Regions from separate parts of the Drosophila melanogaster genome. Here region 1 is linked to region 2. A link is a contact called in public Hi-C data. All regions are on one chromosome and are shown on one strand. Each heading gives the region's core, a stretch centred on a gene start, on an enhancer-like site or on the middle of the called end of the contact. The rest is flanking DNA. Distances are from core to core; before and after follow the strand shown.

Evidence for each region. A called contact is a pair of places that touch in the nucleus more often than the background predicts.
Region 1: a contact with region 2 is called in a Hi-C map of the Kc167 cell line, with 2.1 times the contacts expected there. The contact joins the promoter of kibra here to the promoter of foxo in region 2. A contact is called at or near these places in 4 of 107 Hi-C or Micro-C datasets (the Kc167 cell line and whole body) and 2 of 6 datasets of contacts at active chromatin or transcription factors (both in the Kc167 cell line).

Annotation. Positions count from the first base shown.
Region 1 is chr3R:14,722,969-14,725,668 of dm6, forward strand. kibra (kibra,) reads right to left here and starts at 1,293. Exons shown (of 9, transcript NM_001300400.1): 1 at 343-1,293. The coding sequence starts at 605. It overlaps CG7530, which reads right to left. Exons shown (of 6, transcript NM_169599.2): 5 at 2,489-2,700; 6 at 1,792-2,421. The coding sequence ends at 2,191.
Region 2 is chr3R:14,055,579-14,058,278 of dm6, forward strand. foxo (forkhead box, sub-group O) reads left to right here and starts at 1,367. Exons shown (of 11, transcript NM_206483.3): 1 at 1,367-1,850; 2 at 2,309-2,529.

The DNA of each region.
Region 1 (2,700 bases), core at 43-2,542, 670 kb after region 2:
ACCTGCGTTTTATGCCTTCTTAAGCCACTAACAACTTGCCAAGAATTTTATTCTATTTTAATTTGATTCTCAATGAGTTATCTGCTTCACTTATTAGCCATTAAGCAGCAATTGGGGTTTATAAGCACTCTTGATAGTTTGCGATGTTAAAGCATCTATAACTTATTTAAAACACAACCTGTTGGTTTGGTCATTCGTTATGTATGCCTCATTTCTGATAATTGTTCTAGTAGTTTTAATAAGTTTAAACTAACTTTCCAAATGCAAATATCTTATAATTATATTTCAGATCGCCCTTGTTTCAATTTCGTTTCTTTAATTGACCCTTTCCGGAACACTTACCAATCTCTGGGATCCAGCCAGGTGGTCTTCTTGTTGATATGATCTATGTAATAGGTCTTGCCATCGAAATCCTTGGCGATATCCCAGCCATCGGGAAGTGGGAAGTCGCTGTGGTGTTGTTGCTGCTGCTGATGATGCGTGTGTTGTTGTTGTTGCTGTTGTTGATGATGATGATGATGTTGCTGTTGCTGCTGTTGGGGTCGCAGGTGGTGGGGATGCAGATGATGCTGCGATTGCGATGCGGTTTGTTGCAGATTCGGCATTTTAACTTTGTTTCTCGCCGTGTACTTTGGTTAGTCTGAGAAAACGTCGTTGTTGCTGGATTTTTCACCCGACGCGCGCCTTTTCTTTCTTTTCGCTATTGCTATCTACGTTTGCTTCTTTTTTCGGGGGGTTTCTCTTTGCGCTGTTTACATTAGCAAAGACATTTCAATTCCGTTTCTTTTGCTCCGGCGATAATGGAGACCGACCCGCACACACACACACACAACACGGCCACACGGTGACGGGCGTAGAGGCACACACCGAGCCAACTCGAATACACACGCGCGCAGGGGAGAGAGAGCGGGAGAGCGCGGGCGCGCTCTCAATTATTTATTTACTTTTTTCGTAACTGCATTCCATTCCAGCTCAAACACACGCACACATATGGGGGACGAACACAAGCGCACACGATCACTGCTCACAGTTGGTGCTGCTTCTTTTCATTTCTTGTTGTTGCAAGCGTTTGAACTCCTTTACTTATTTTCTTATTTTCGCCTAATTGAAACTAATTAACGACGATAATCCAACCATCCACTTGGTGTTCACAAAAAAATATGTACTTCAGTTTAGTGAGTTCGCGCCGTCGCCGATCTCTTCGGTTCCGGAATTCCTTGGGGGAGCAGCAAAAAACACGAGTAGCGCGCTTGATGACCGTCCGATTCGGATTCGGAATTTGTTTTGGTAACATTCGCTGCTAGTGGTGTAGCAGAAAACATCGCATTGCATATCGATACACTCGCGGCGATGTTATTCGATGTATTGGTTGATATCGATATTATAGGCTGTATTGACGCGGTTGCAGAGATGCGATATTTAACAATCATGCACGAAAAGTATTTATTGTTATTTGGCTTGTGTAGTCCCCAAGCATAGGTGTAATTGTTGAGGGAAGAAAATAGGAGTTGTACGTTCAAAGATCGGCTTGGTAACAGGAACTAGTTCGGTTCTTCAAGCGATGTTAATCAAAGCCAGTTCCGATAGATCATGTTAACTCGCTCTGTTAACAATTACTGTTATCTTAATCCTAACATTTCCGTTACATTTTAAAAACAGAAAAAGAAAAAATTTAAAAAAAAAGACTGTAAACTGAGTTACGCATTTCGAAATCAATATGTATCCCAACCATAGATAGAAAAATAAATTATGTTTCCGAAACATAACTTCAATAAAACCACAATTTCGCTTGCTTTGTACGTTTGATATTGTATTTGCATTTTATGAATTGTAAAAATTGAGTCAACAAGACTAACACAGCTTCAGCTCAAGACACATGCAATTTCATTGACATTGTTTAATTGTATATATTAAAGGAAATCAATTAGGATATAAAGAGAGAAACCTTTTTGCCGCTTATGCGATGCCAACTATCTGGATCTGGATTGTCTAACACGAAACCCTAACTAATTGGTAAATTAAACATAAATTAATCATATCGGTCAACAACTACAACTAAATATTAGTTATTAGCGGATAAAGAGCGCCCCATAAACTATTTACACTAAGCTTTAGTCTACTAGAGTCCCGGATTCCATCTCCGCTCCTCGGATCTTCGGATCTTAACTCAGATGTTCGGATCTTCAAGTTCTAGGAGAGAACTGGTGCAGTGCATCCGTTATTCAGGCGATACTCGGCATAGACCAGTCCGGTGTTGTGCCAGTGATAGAAGGCGGCCACGATGATCAGGTGCCACCAGTTGTGCGAATGCCCAACGAAGTCCACCTTGCCGGTGAACCAGCGCTCCGGAATCTTGGCCGCATAGAAAACGAAGGCGACGAGGCAGAGCAAGTACATGAGCACGATGCGGGGCACCATCAGCTGCAAATGGTAATGATTGATGGATTAGCAAATGACAAGATTCCATAAATTTCCAACTGATGCCTACCCTGACTAGCTCGTTCTCCAGACCGCCCATGGCCACCGCCCAGTGGCCCAGAGGTATGATTCCATAGGCAGACCAGAGTAGCAGCACCGCCACCTTGCCGTTCATGGACACATTCAAACGGGGTATCTGCACGGCAATGGCCAGTGCGAACATGCCCAGTGCAATCGTGGAGTACAGGGTGCGCAGGAAGGTGTGGCACCAGAAGGCATAGT
Region 2 (2,700 bases), core at 117-2,616:
AATCTTTAAGATCCTAGATATGCCAAGATGCACCCTAAAGTCCTTAACTCATCTCCTTGGCTCGTTTCTAATCCCCCCTCTCGAGGGATCGAGACGATCGCATCGGGTCGGTCTTTAAGTTTGGATGATCCATAAACTGTTGGTTTCTCCGTCCTCAGCGTCTAGACTTCATTAGCCGTGTAATGTTGCGGAATTTATGTGGCAGGCACATTAAAATAACACCGATACACACTCTCATGGACGCGAACGTGTGTACAAGTATAGAGATATCGGGCCTAGGCGAAAAATGAAATTAAAAAAAAAAAAAAAACTGGCACCGGGAGGGGCTTATTTTTCGGTGGTCGGGGATGCGGGGGACTTTGACCATAAAATACATGCTCCCAAAAAGCTCGCACACTGCAAGAGATGCGGGGCACTTCTGAGTCCCATATTCATATGCACAAATGTGCATTGCTGGCATTATCAGTAGAATGCAATTTCGGGAAATTTTCCATCGCATCACGAGACAATGAACGTAAGAGAGAAATGGAGCCTCAAAGAGGGAGGGAGAGAGAGAGCTTGAGTGAACGAGCGAGCGACAATCGCGAGATAACGGCTGCCTTATCAGCAATGCCGACCGCCCCATCACCCCACCCAAAACGCCCAACCACCACCCACCGCCGCCGTTCCCTTTCCTCCATCGTCGAGAATTTCGAGTTCAGAGCAGCGCGACCGAAATGAAAAGAAACAATTTAAATTCCAAATGTATAAAATAGGTAAACTATGGCTTTTATTTATTAATATTGACGGGGGCACAAAGGCGGTCACCTCAATAGTGAATAACATGTTTTTTATAATGAATACTTTTCAAATTGTTATTAATATGCAATGACGTCTTAAATGTTTCACTGCAGCTGAACTTTATTCTTTTCATTAAAACAGTCACCCGTTATTAAAAATAAATAGATTAAGTTTTATATTATTAAATTTGTAAGTATTGAAACAATTCCTTTTTTATTTTATACGAATTATCATTTAGTTGGGGTTAATATCCCTTAAAGAGAGAAATTTGTATGCTTTAAGATTTAAAATATCTATTGCATTTATAGCTATAGCTATAACTTCTCTTATTTCACGCAGAAAATACTCAAATAAAACATATCGATTTGGCATACCCCACTAATTTTTTGGCCCCAAGTGTGTGAGAGTGTGTGAGACGAAGCGCGCCACAAACATAAAAAAGCGGTGAAGTGAGCGGTTGTGGAACGTGAGTGGATGCTAAGAGCAAGCTCTCACATACGCGGACATAGGTCGCACACACACACGCACAGACCGCCTTTTTGCGCCGCCGAAACGAACACTTTTACGAAGGCGACGGCGAATCAGTTTCAGTTGTCAGTTCGCATCCAACTAGAAAGCAGTTAACGAGTAGTCTGTGTTTTTTCGCTTGCGGTTAAAAGCCACGAGGTCGTTCATCGTTCATCGTTTTCCTTTTCAACTTCAAGCAAAGCAAATATAAACCAATGCAAAAAACGCAGTGATCTTTTGAGGCCCAAATCGTTTGGGGCCGAACACCGTTGATTCTAAAACGCAAATGTAGAAACAAATCAAGAAAGTGGAAAATAAATATGTTTCGCTTTCAAAACATGTGAATGTGCCGAACTCAAAACTGAAACGTAGAAGGAACGCGTTCGTTTTTTACATACGACAATCGTATAAAATAAGAGAAAAGCTCCAAAACGTATTAAATAGCGATGCTTGGATGATCTTCGTAGCAGTCACGTTGTACATACAAATACATACATATGTACCTACTATATGGCACATAAAATACGTTACGCACACTAGTGGCGAATAAAAAGCGAATTGGAGTAAGCTCCGAAACGTGTTTATATTAAAATTTTTTACCCATTTGAACTTTAAACAACTTTTCGACTGCGCCGCACGGTTTTCATTGAATTCTCATACGAATTCCAATTAAGTGTTGTGTGTGCGTCCAATTGGCATGAATTGATGACGTGACGTGATCGCTCTCTTCGCTCTCTCCCTCTCTTTCTTCGGCACACACACATACACACACTACGCTCTTTAATCGCGCCGCTCTCTTCGCGCTCTTTTTATTTGTTTATTTTGATTGTTGTTATATATATATTCTAATTTACCGTTTTTACAATCGTCTTTAGCTTAAGCAAAACCGCCGCCCAGCAACAACAAGAAACCCATTTAATGAGTGTGTGTGTGTGTGAGCAGAAAATTATGCCAACAGAATTCTAAAAAATATATATGTATATATTTAAATAACCACTAAAAATCAAGAAATCCGCACAAGTTTCGCTCAAAACAACAACACAATCATATATACTACCCATAAAAAAAAAACAAACCCATAAAAAAGTGCAAAGCAACCAGGAAAATAAAGTAAAACAGTGCCAGTTAACAACAGCAAACGGCGATCAACAAATCCCACCGGCAAAATCAACAATTTTTTAAATCGCAATCAACAAGGAGCAACAAATTAGCCAGCTATTTCCCATTGCAAACATTTGGCGGGTAAATATTATTAACAATTACGAGTAGGTGTACTTGATTGAATGAAAAATGTCATGTTTTTTAAGTTCCTAAATTCGATTCGAATCTAATCGGCAATTGATTGAAATATTCTAAAAGTCAAATTTTGTTTCGTCACGCGATTAAAAAAGTAATTGAAGCAGTGCTTTCCTA